2 separate regions of the Danio rerio genome follow, and region 1 is linked to region 2. Evidence: chromatin contacts called from public Hi-C data. All regions are on one chromosome and are shown on one strand. The core of a region is the stretch at or near the end of the contact, and the rest is flanking DNA. Distances in the headings are between cores, read along the strand shown.

Region 1 (6,715 bases), core at 3,117-5,616, 51 kb after region 2:
TGCTGAAACACTGAGAAAGATGTGGCCAAATAACACTGAAAATGTGGATGAAAACATTCCCAACAACACACAAGGGTTTAACGTTCACACTATTGGTCCTGTGACTTCACCAACGTGTCTTTTTATCATCTGTAAACTGTGTTTGTGTGTTGCAGAACTCCATGAAGGTGATGTTTAAGTGTCTGTGGAAGAACTGTGAAAAAGTCCTCAGCACCTCCTCAGGGATCCAGCGCCACATCCGCACCGTCCACTTGGGGTAAGAGACACTCACACCCGTCTGTCCCGCCGTCACCAGTTACATTAATGCAATGAATGTCTTTCAAATCTACATAACAGATTTTCCCCAAAGAAAATATCTCAAAATGTTACTAAAATGTGTTATTTACATTTAGCAGGATGTCCGCAGGGCATTCAGGAAATTTAAAACATTTTAAATTTCCTGAAATATTGTGTTGTAGGTCTTAATCATTTTTAACAGATCTTCATTTTCACATTTCAAATCAACATCATCAGATTTTTAAATTTAATTTTTTATTTTTTTATTTTGATAAAGCAAGTAAAATCTTTTTCATGAAACATCTTTTCAAATAAAATAGGATTTAAACATAACTTTACTTAAACATAACTTTCCTTAAGATATGTTTTTTAAAACAGCATGTAAAAAGCCTTAATTCTCCCCTGCTTGTAAAAGTGAAAAAGAAAGGGAGGTGCATTTTTGTCAAAATTGAGTTATTCACATATTAAATGACATCTTATTTACATTATGTGATGTTTTTTTTATGAGTTGTTTACATTTTAAAACTTTTTATTTAAAAACAAAAATGATTTATCTACAAAGTTGAACTCTTATCAGCATTTTTAATGCACCCCTATAGTTGAATTTAAAAAAATAAGAATAATATAAGAATTTTTTAAATAAAATGAATCTATAATTTGTTGCCCACATATTTAAATAAATTATATATAGTACATATGTATTTTTAGTCTACAAAGATTTAACTTATTTTTCAAAGCATTGAATAAAAATACTAATAAAACTATATATATAGGCTATATATATATATATATATATATATATATATATATATATATATATATATATATATATATATATATATATATATATATATTTTTTTTTTTTTTTTTTTTTTTTTTTTTTTTAAAGGGTATTTTAATGTATTGCTTTTACAAACTTATAAAGCATATTATTGCCATGGCATATAATGCACAATGCTTCTCCAATCCAGTTCTATGAATCTGAGTTCTACGAATCTGAGTCTTTCATAATACAAACACTGATTTACTGTCTCTCTCCTTCTCTCCCTGTATTTTCTCTACTCTTCTCGTGATGAAGACTTGATTATAAACCTAAAAGTATCCGAAATCACACACACTATACCTCTTCTCTCCCATCTCTCTCCTCTTCTGGGCCTTTCTCTCTCTCTCTCCCTCTCTCCCTCCTTTTCTGTCTGTCTCTCACACGATGAATCTAGTCCGCGCTGCGCTGCCGTTAGCCTCCTCCGCCTGGTTAATGCTAGCTTCTCATCATTTAAAGTTACCATAACGTCTTCTTCTGTACCCTCAATCTCCTAATCATGGGTCTGTTTAAAGATGGTGTGTATGGAAAATGCCTCAATAAATATGCCTCCTCTCCTCTTTCTCTCGCGTTTGCTAAATCCACTTGTCCACTCATTTTTGATCTATGACAGATATAACGTTACACTAAAGTCCGCTCAGTTTAGTGCGGGTTATTACAAAACTGACGTTTCCCCGCTTGACCAATTACAGCATTCTGTTTAGTTAAAGAAAGAAAGGCAGTTTAAATATAATAATAATATTAATATGTGATCGCGATTTTTTTTGCTCAGAGGAAATACAGTTGTCTGAGCAATATAGTTTTTGCAGAGAGGGAGGCACCTATAATAAGGCTAAACATTATTAAATACCCACGAGACACTTGTGACTTTATATCACATTTGCATTATTTTTAAACAATGTTTCCTTCCTGTTAAAAATAAATATATTTCCAATCTGATATGTAATGGGGAGGAAAAAAGTAGCACGAGTTCAGCTGATGGTGGATTCGAACCGAGTTTATGATTAATCGCGGCAAAAGATGAATCTGTGCGCCTTACAAGGTGCGCCACCGCGGCTGTAATGATCAACAGCTCTTTACTCATGTTGTCTCTATCAATCAGGTATCGATGAGCGTAAATCCTGAATAGCTTATGCCAACTAGATGCGCTATTTGCAATTAGCCAAAAAAGACACTCCGAAATTGTCTTTTTTTCTCCCCCCTCGCAGGGGCCCCTAGTGCGCACGGGCCCTTGGGCCTGTGCCCATAAGGCCCATTGGTTAATCTGGCCCTGCGAACCACACAAAATGGAGATGTGTGTAAATGTGACGATTAAGAAGCATTTCCTTTACATTGAGATTCATTCATTCATTCATTTTCTTTTCGACTTAGTCCATTTTTTAATCTGGGGTCACCACAGCGGAATGAACCACCAACTTATCCAGCATATGTTTTACACAGCGGATGCCCTTCCAGCTGCAAACCATCACTGGAAAACACCCATACACACTTAATCACACACATACACTATGGCCAATTTTAGCTTAGCCAATTCACCTATACCGCATGTCTTTGGACTTGTTGGAGAAACCAGAGCACCCGGAGGAAACACACACCAACACAGAGAGAACATGCAAACTCCACACAGAAGCGCCAAGTAAACCAGCTGAGGCTCGAACCAGCAACCTTCTTGCTGTGAGGCGATCATGCTACCCACTGCGCCATGCACCGCATTGCCGACATTGAGATGAAATATTACATTTTACATTGTTGAAAAAGAGATGAATATTAAAAAATGTAGATATTAAATGTGAAATATATTTGTTTGTTTACATATAGTCAGTGAATAGGCAACACATTTGGACTCATTTGGTCATCGTCTGTTTCTTTTAAAGTCTTTAAATTTAATATTAAGCCTTGAAAAGCAAATACTTTATTTAATTAATGGGGCATATAATTCAATGAATATAATTCAATAATTCATATAGAGCATACAATTTTATAAATATTAACATATTAATTTGATAAAATTAACATCTGCACTGGAAAAAATATTTAGCACAGCATTGCATGCTTAATTGGAACAAGAAAAAAATATTCATCCTAAAACATGAAATAAATGTTGTAGAAAGCAAAAATGTAACTTTCTCAAGCATCAACATATTGTTACAACACCAACTTATATATTTTTTGATTGTATTTCTTGAAAAGTAATGCTTCAATAAATGATCTGCCAGATAGAACCTTATAACTCCAAATGGAAAATGACTTTTCAGAATTAGCAGGTTCTATCTGCATTTACCGTGGTTTTTTTACTCTAATTTGCAAATGTAAGAGAACTTTGATTATTTACATTCAGAGAACCCTTTGGGTCTCTGTCATGGTAATGTATGAAAGAGAACTGTTACACACATATTGTTTGCTATATGGAATGCAAAACCTTTGAAGCTCAATATCTCAAAATCATTCAGAACGCAGATAGAACCTTATAATTCCAAAGTGACGATATGTTTAGGGTAATGACTTCATTAAATATGATGACAGACATTCAAAGCCTGATTTTTATATTTTAATAGAAGTTTTGAATGTAAATATGACGTGACAATATGACGTCTTATATGAAAACTGCCAGAATGACTGTTATGGTAACTCTAGTAGTTATAGAATTTTGGTAGTTTCAGTGTTAAACCTTTATGAGTTTCTTTCTTCTGTTAAACACAAAACAACATTTTAAAGAAGAAGAAAAAAAATTAGAAAACTTTAACCGTTGATATAGATATAACAGAAACCTTGAAATTCAATGTTTTCTTCAAAGTATTTTTTTGTATTGAAGAATCAGAATTCAGATTTCTGGGTGAACTATACTTTCAATTAAATTCAGCATTTCTTCTTGAATATCAAAGTAGCTGTATTTAAACTTGCATTTTAAAAATCCCCAATGACAACAAGCTCTAATGTTCTACTGAAGAAAAAAGTGGCCTATATTTGGGATGGCCTGAACATGAGTTTTCATTTTTTGGAGAACTGACTTTTATGAACACCAGTTAAGAAAATGACTCCTGAAGAAAAATGGCAATCATCATCAAGCATCATATAACCCGCTAAACTCTGTTGTGAAGATGATTTAGAGCCATTTGGACTGTCTGTCATGGGACAGCTCAGGGTAAGCTACTCTTTCAGAGCACCATAACAGGAGCTACAGAGGGAAACACATTCTGATGTCGGTAGTAAGAGTGTTTTTATAGCCTCATGTTGCTACCTACCATCCCATGTTTACAGTCAGAGCCGCCGGTAAAGATGTTGGCACTGCTGCCACCTGCTGGCGGGTACATATAACAAGAGCTGCACGGTTTGGGGGGAAAACTTTACAATATTTAGTTTTTCTGCGATAGATAGATAGATAGATAGATAGATAGATAGATAGATAGATAGATAGATAGATAGATAGATAGATAGATAGATAGATAGATAGATAGATAGATAGATAGATAGATAGATAGATAGATAGATAGATAGATAGATAGATAGATAGATAGATAGATAGATAGATAGATAGATAGATAGATAGATACGAATACAATTTCATCAGATGACTCGAATAGCTTCATCAGATGATTTGAATAGTTGGGAAGAATTCATTTTTTTAAACATTCATTTAGGTGATTTTGTAGGAGAGTACATTTGAATAAATCATAATAAACACCTGATATGCATAGATGAATATAATAGAGCAAAGATAGAAAATGAAATAAACAGAGCATTTTGTTTTTTTGGGGGGTGTCTAACAGTATTCAGGTACAAATAATAAAGAATCAAATGGAAAATTCTATAAATAATTAACCCCTTTAGACCTGAATTATGATCTAAGTTTCAGAGAAAGGCTTCCATCAATGAGACTAAATGAAAATAATAAACATGTCAGCATTCTTTAAACTGTTTTTTGTCTATTTCAGTGAACATCATGTCAAAATGACTTTTAATTTAGAGGTTTTTGTTTTATAGCCTGCTTATTATTATATAATAGCAGACTTTAAAAAGACAGTTGATTTGTAATTTTAATTAGTAAATGTAATCCTTTTTTCTTCAATCTTTCAAATATTGTCAAATATATCAATAAATGTGAATAAAACCATTGAAAATGTTCCTTAATTCTGTGTTTTGAACCAAGCGCTGCCATGCTTGTCTTCAGCATTGTGGATATAACAGATAGAGCTTTACTGCCATTTGATTGGCTGACAATCATCCAATATCATGGACAGCAGACTTGCTGAATTCATTCATTCATAAAATTTCAGCTTTTACAATCAAAAGGAAAAAAAAATGTGTATCAAATGTCCGACTGCCATTAGAATTTTAAATACCAGCTTTCAAATCAAATGGAAAATGTCTTCATTGGATAAATAATGAACCCCGTCAGACCAGAATTATGATCCAAGTTTAAGAGGAAGGCTTCCATCAACAAGACTGAATAAAAATAATAAAAATGTCAACATTCTTTAATATTTTTTGTCTATTTCGATGAACATCATATCAAAACAGTTGTCTTTACATAATGTTTCTTTTGAATGTCACAAACTTAAAAATGACAACTTTTAATTTTAATTTGAGGTTTTTGTTTTATAGCCTGCTTATTATTATATAGAAGACAAAAATATTTTTTTTAATTCCTTATTTTATTTAAAGTTTGCAACTCTACAATCTATTTGTAACTTTAATTAGTAAAAGCTATCCTTATTCTACTATGCAATCTATCAAATATTGACAAATATTTCAATAAATGTGAATAAAAGCATTGAAAACGTTGCTTACTTTTATATTCAGAACCAAGTGCTGCCATGCTTGTCTTTAGCATTGTGAATATTTTTTATTAAGATTACAACAAACAGAGCCTCCTGCCATTTGATTGGCTGACAAACATCCAATATCATGGACAGCAGACTTAAAAGTAGATTAAATGCTCAAAAAAAAAATCTAAACAAAAAATACCCTGATATGTAATGTCTGTTGTAATGGACGCAGGACACAAAAGGGATAAACAAGATCAAGATATTCATTCATTTATTTCTTTTCACCTTTGTCCTTTTATTAATCAGGATTCACCACAGCAGAATGAACCGCCAACTTATTCAGCATATGTTTTACACAGCGGATGCTCTTAATCATACATATACACTACAGCCAATTTAGTTTACCCAATTCACCTATGGCGCATGTCTTTGTACTTGTGGGGGAAACCAGAGGAAACCCACACGAACGCGGGATGAACATGCTAACTTCACACAGAAATGCTACCTGACCCAGCTGGGGCTTGAATCAGCGACCTTTTTACTGTGAGGCGACATCGCTCCACACCATGTGGACCTATGCATCCTAACACAAGTCTACTAAATCTGACTATCATGTCTGTGTGTTTTCAGGCGAAATGGAGATTCTGACTACAGCGATGGCGAGGAGGATTTCTACTACTCTGAAATCGAGGTGAACATGGACACTCTTTCGGAGGGTCTGTCTAACCTCACGCCCACGTCTCCGACCACGTCCGGGCCGCCGCCTGTGTTCCCCGTCCTGACCTGTGATGTGTCCCGAACTGAACCTGCCAACGTGATCCACACCCCGCTCAGTCAATCAGCACCCTCGGCA
Region 2 (6,767 bases), core at 2,277-4,776:
AAACCTGACAGGTGGACAAATCTAAACTTTGTTTTTAATAAAACAAATATGAATATGCATATAATAAATAATATTGCTAATAATAATAACATTATACAAATGCAAATTGTCATGAATAAACTGGAAAAAGACCCCCCGACATGAGGCACAGAGGCAGTGTTTTTTTATTTTTTATATAAAAAATAATAATTTTTGTATCAATTTAATCCTTTATTCTTTTTATATGTAAAGATATTTATGTATTTCTGTACATCCTGTGTGTATTAAGGAATGTGTAAGCTTGGATGCATAACTATTGTGCTTTGCGCTGGATTTTAGACCTGCTTTTACTTGGTCAATGGCGCTGTCTATTTCAGTTCCTCAAAATAGCAACGCTCCATCAATGTGCCTTACACACCTCCTTTATAGATAAGCACGACCATAAGTCCAAAGTGGCGCAAATGAATTTGCTATTTAAACAGCATGGTGCAAAAATGACCGTTACACTGGTCTGAAAATATTAACAAATCACGCCATACACATTTTGCACCGGGTATATGATAGGTTACTCTGAGATGAATTCATGGTCCTTGGTGATTCTCATATAGACGTCAATGGTTACAGGTTTTCAGGTTAAAAATAAACCAATAAAAATAAAGTCCAAATCAATAGGCTTTGCTCGAAGAAACACACTGAGGTCTTGTGAAACGAAACGAATGGTCTGGGTAAGAAATGGTAGATTATTTTCAATATTATTAACTTTGATCCACAGCCTGGTAAGAATGTTCTGATTTTGATAAAAAGATGATTCCACGGTGGGTGTGGGCATATATTTTATGGTTATTTACTGTATTTATTAAGTAAACTCTTGCTACAGATTTTTTACTGTAGCATTTTTTACGTTATTTTATCATTAAAATGACAGCCATTTTTACAGTGTGTGTGTCAATGGGACTTGCCTAGTGTTGTGTTGTTCGACTCATTCATTCAGTGTTAGACAGGTGCAATTGACCAGAATGATTAGAGGATGTGGCTTATTGTTACACACACTCTTAAGTTTGACACAAGCGCTGGATTATAGATTCCAGTAAATCTCATTTATCACAAACACACATTCACAGATTTACTAAGCCCCTCTCAGTGTGTTTATGAATGTGTGTGTGTGTGTGTGTGTGTGTGTGTGTGTGTGTGTGTGTGTGTGTGTGTGTGTGTGTGTGTGTGTGTGTGTGTGTGTGTGTGTGTGTGTGTGTGTGTGTGTGTGTGTGTGTGTGTGTGAATATGGTAGCACATGAATCATACAGCTGAATGTGATAAAAGAGCTTTTTCGGGAAAAGCGTGGAGAAGCGGGAAGGCAGGAAAGCAGGCGGTGTGTGTGAGAGAGAAACGTTCAGAGAAAACTCCTGGTAGTCTGTGATATCATCTCTGTTACAAATCATTTCCAGTGTGTGGATTTACAGTTTTTTAAATCCTAATTATTGCAGCATGTTACTTTTTACATCTTGAAGAAGCAGTTTGGAAGATGCACGGCCATATTGGTTCTGCTCAGGGTCAGATAGTAAACTTTAAGGGCTCTTATTTGAATTTTTAAGTGCAAAGCGTAGGGCGCAAAAGCAAAAAGAGTGTGTCAGAATCCACTTTTGATAATATAAGGACGGACAAATACGATTTGCGCCGTGGCACATGGTCTAAAAGGGTTCAACTTAATCTCTTAATGAGTTATAGGTGAGAATAAACCAATCAGAGTCTCATCTCCCATTCCCTTTAAGAGTCAGTTGCGTCACACCATAGCATTTGCTATTTACATGTCGAATTTTGTAAGTGAAAAAACTGAACGCTTCGGGCTCTATTTTGACGATCCATGCGCAAAGTGCAAAGCGCAAAGCGCAGGGCGCAAACGCATTTAGGGCATGTCAGAATCCACTTTTGCTAATATAAGGACAGAAAAATCCATTTTGAGCCAGGGCGTATGGTCTAAAAGGTTTTAGCTTATTGTCTAATGAGGTGTGTTTTGAGAATAAACCAATCAGAGTCTCATTTCCCATTCCCTTTAAGAGTCGGTTGCGTTGTGCCTTAGCGCATTTGCTATTTACATGACGTAAAGTAAGTGTAAGTGGAAAAACTGAGCATTTCACTAGCAAGAAAACAGTTAAACAGAGCATCTACAGCTGAGAATGAGAGATGAGCCTCCTCATTATTTAGGCGTACTTTCACTTCCGTTCTTGTGGATAGGGAAACCTTGTATGCACAGACATCAATTAGACTATAAATTATTTATTTTGTTTGTTAAGTGCAAATATTGGTTTCAAAGCTATTTCTAAATTCAGTTATAATTACCAGCAAACGAATTTTAATGAACAATAATAACGAAGTGTAACCTTGAGTTATATTCTAATACACATGCTAGGCCCCATATGGTCTAAAACCAGGTGGGCAAATCTTAGCTTGTTTTTAATTAAACAAATATAAATATGCATATAATAAATAATACTGCTAATAATAATAATAACATTATACAAAAGCAAATGGTCATAAATGAACTGAAAAAGCCCCGAGATGAAGAAGGCATAAAAAGTATGGTTTTTATATTTATGTTGGCTAGAAAATAATATGTTTTGTAATATTTTAATCCTTTATATTTATATCCTATATATATATATCCTTATTATATCCAACATATATCCTTATTATAGCCTATATATATATACATATATATATATATATATATATATATATATATATATATATATATATATATATATATATATATATATATATATATATATATATATATATATATATATATCCTTATTATAGCCTATATATATATATATATATATATATATATATATATATATATATATATATATATATATATATATATATATATATACCCAGGCTCTAATTTCAGCAGTCTTTTGCGACTGTTTGTACCTGTCATGAGGTGTTTTGCCTTCAAACCATTCAATGGGATAAGGCGCTTTTGCATTGTCCATATTTTTACAGTCATTGGTTCGAATATACAGTTATGTACAGTATAAAATCATAATATCTGTACAAATGCATATAAATATGTGCAAATGTGTGGAGCTTATATTGAGTGATGTATGTTTGCACTTCTGTCTTTAAAAGTCCTGATCCAAATAGTCTCTGGATGAAGAGGAGGATGATAAAATTTATTTTTTGCATAAGAATACACACACACACACACACACACACACACACATGCAGTCTTTAATAAATGCAAAAGCAGATAGCTTCTCCTATCCTCTTTTCCAAAATTGTGTTTTTTCCAAAACTCTGTCTTTGTCATTCCTCGCTCTTCTTTCCTTTTAAAAATGAGGCAAAACTTCATTCTTTTATTGATGCTTCTTATGTCTGCTTCTAATCCATGGTTTGCTTTATTTTTTTTCCTCCAGTGATAGAAAGATTTTTGGATGTTGACCCAGATAAAGGAAAAAAAAGTTTGACAGGCCTGCCAAGTCTCTGGGCTTGGCTTTTTGAGCGACTCCAAACCAGTTTGCTCTGGTTGGGTTGCCAAAGCAGGCGGGAGGTAGAAATGTGTGTGCGCATGAGTGTGTCGGGCAGAGAGAGCATATTTCATGAAATTATGAGAGAATATGAGGGAGTGCGAGTGGGATTTTTAAAATTATATAACACGGAGACACAGTTCAGCATTGTGTCGCGTTCTGGTCTCAGATCAGTGCTGCTGTAGAGGGTGGAGGATCAGACGAAAGGAAGAATCTCATTACCACTGCTTCTCTGTAAGCCGTCATTCTCCAGCATGGCTCAAACATTACATAATTACCAGTGTTGAAAGGGGTAGCTGACTTTTACATGGAGCAACTAGTCAACAATAATAATAATAATAATAATAATAATAATAATAACATTGTATTCAGTAAATCCCGTATAATTTCAAACCTTTTCTATGAATTATTTTAAAGATTTTTAGCAGATTCTCAATTATGCATTTTTTCTCATTTTCACTGAAAACAGGAGCTGTCAAACTTTAAAATAATATATATTTAAAAAACAAAGTATAGCTCTTAAAGTATTCCCACGTCCTACAAAAAAATAGTTTGACGAATATACAAAAATTTTATTTATTTTTTATTGAAATATAGTTTTGAATTATTTATACACTTCGGTATACTTTAATGGTGGTTCATTTCCTGAACCCTAATGAATAAATGGACTAAGCCGAAGGAAAATGAATGAATGAAGCCGCCTTTTCACTGACCATGACATTTGGACACGACTGTCAGAATACACCCCCTTGTGGCTATTGCACAGAATTTTCTGTTTTGTTGTGCACCATGGGAGAGAATCTGTTTTCGCAGTGTCCGAAATAAAGGAGTGCAAAAGCAAGAGCCTTTATTCTCTGTGTGTTCACCATGGTTGGATGAATGCAATAAACTCATAGACTGCTAAAAATTTGTAGGGAATGTGGAGACAACATAATTTAAAAAAAAAAATTTATACTCGTTTATTAATATAAATACAATTTTTAATATAAACTTTTTTCCTACTTAAAAAAAAACAGTATTTGTCATCTTGCGTGCACTGACCTGCTTGTACAACACTGGAATACATCATATCCAGTCGTCCAGGAGTTCAAATATTTCAACGGATCCACAGCTTAAATCGGATTTTAATTTTCCACATATGGAGATGCTCTGAACTCCACGCAGCTCCTGGACTATTCTCCATTGGAAATGAATGACTTCCGGTCTGTTGCTTGTCGTTTATTGTGTGCAATGTAAAGGCCCCTTGAGAATACTTTAATATTTTTTATTTTAAATAATGTCTTTAGCTTTTGAGTTTTCATCTTATTTTTTTAATTAGTTTAAATAGATTTCGTAATTTCATTGTGCGCTTTTTTCATTTCAATTCATTTAAATACATTTCTCATTTATTTTATTTTTGTAATTTAACTCTAACGGATTATTTGTGTGTTTTTGAGGTTTTTGATTAAAATATTTATAGCTTCAGGTTTGTTATTTACTTAAAAATATTCATAATGGTTTTTGTATGTTACGCCTGATTCACATGGGTCTTCAGCGTCAACGCTTGACAGAGGGCGTGTGTGAAATTGGGGCTGACGCGATCATCATAGCAGCTTCAGTCAATGAAATTAGTCCGCAATCAAATACTGTCTGAGCTGGTGTATATGCATAAAGCAATCTGATTGGTTGCCGCGTCTGTTTATGCTTGAAAAGTTGAAAAAGTTCCTAACTTCTGCAGCGAGCAATGCCACTGAAGCGGCGCCGACGGAACCACAATGCAGTTCTACAACACCTGACCACCATTTCAAAGTGAATAGGAACATTGGTGCTGATGCTCCGTGTGAATTGGACGTTAATCCTTTCACATATATGTTTTAAACCATTCTGTTGACCCCCCACATTTTTAATTTGACAGTAATTTTAACATTTTCATGCCGATTATTCTGTTTTGATCACATGATCGCATGCATGATCTCATGACACACCACAGCACATTGATTTATCTATATATGGTGTTTTGTTGATTTTCCCCCCTCTTTTTTCTGCAAATATTTACAAATTTGGTAAGGGTGTCAAAATTAATTGTTTCTTCAATGCACCGATGCAGACGCGGACAATTCGGTATCGATTCAGTAATTTATCATAAGCAGTTATTACGTACTGACGTCATTCATCTCATATGCGATACATTGTAGCTTACTATAGCGAAGGAGGTGAGCGCAAGTAATTAAAATGCTCCAGCTACTTAAAAACACACAAACTGTGCACAGTTAACTGCATGTGTGTTTGATGGACAGTCTTTCACTGACAGTGAAGTTACAGCAGAAGCCCCCATTTCAATGCTATAGAGAAACTGAAAGTAAACTCCATTTCTCTCTCTCTTTCTCTCACTGTGGCCCTTTGACCTGCTGGCATAACATTTCCTCTGCTGCTTGCTGTTACAGCGATACTTCTAGATTCAGACACAAGGGCATGTCTGCAGAGCGAGTTTTCTCCACCGCGTCAATCATGGATCAGCTGCAATCGCCACTGACGTTTATCAGTGTCACTCATCTGTAAACAGCGCCATAACGTTAGAGCCAATCGCAGCCCTTTCTGTTAAGCGTGTGACCAATCATATGTGTGTAAGAACTCTCATCAATGCTCAGAAAGTGAGCAGGATAATTACGTTTGTTTATTTGCTGTAAATGGCAGTAGGTAGTGCTGTCGCCTCGCGTCACTGGTTCGAACCTCGGCTCAGCTGACATTTTTTACGCAGCGGATGCCCTTCCAGCTTCAACCCATCTCTGGGAAACATCCACACACACGTTCATACACACACACATTCATACACTATGGACAATTTAGCCTATCCAATTCACCTATACCGCATGTCTTTGGACTGTGGGGGAAACCGGAGCACCCGGAGGAAACCCACGCGAAGGCAGGGAGAACATGCAAACTCCACACAGAAACGCCAACTGAGCCGAGGATCGAACCAGCGACCCAGCGACCTTCTTGCTTTGAGGCGAGAAGGCCACTGCGCCACTGCGTCAAGGATTAAAATATTACAAAAATTATTATTTTCTACATAAATATAAAAACCATACTTTCATGCCTTTTTTTATCTCAGGGGGCTTTTTCAATTTGCTTTTGTATAATGTTATTAGCTTAAATTTGTCCACCTGTCAGGTTTTAGACCATATGGGGCACAGCATGTGTAATTGGATTTAACTCCGTTTTTTGAACACACTTTGTGATTAATGTTCATTTATTCATTTGTTGGTAATTAGAACTAAATTT

What was found. A called contact is a pair of places that touch in the nucleus more often than the background predicts.
Region 1: a contact with region 2 is called in a Hi-C map of skeletal muscle, with 2.1 times the contacts expected there. The contact joins two enhancer-like sites. A contact is called at or near these places in 3 of 18 Hi-C or Micro-C datasets (caudal fin, skeletal muscle and an unstated tissue).

The regions. Positions count from the first base shown.
Region 1 is chr23:16,255,210-16,261,924 of GRCz12tu, forward strand. It overlaps slc2a4rg (SLC2A4 regulator), which reads left to right. Exons shown (of 9, transcript XR_012398873.1): 5 at 156-256; 6 at 6,493-6,715. Among named protein-coding and RNA genes, the nearest start is that of gss, 53 kb to the right of the region's middle. Within about 2 kb of position 4,367, at least 16 of the 62 cell types and tissues checked have an H3K27ac peak or open chromatin away from gene starts, as enhancers often do. A contact at or near this core is called in caudal fin and skeletal muscle, where this site is marked.
Region 2 is chr23:16,204,770-16,211,536 of GRCz12tu, forward strand. The region is part of intron 2 of slc2a4rg (SLC2A4 regulator); the gene reads left to right. Among named protein-coding and RNA genes, the nearest start is that of slc2a4rg, 76 kb to the left of the region's middle. Within about 2 kb of position 3,527, at least 27 of the 62 cell types and tissues checked have an H3K27ac peak or open chromatin away from gene starts, as enhancers often do. A contact at or near this core is called in caudal fin and skeletal muscle, where this site is marked.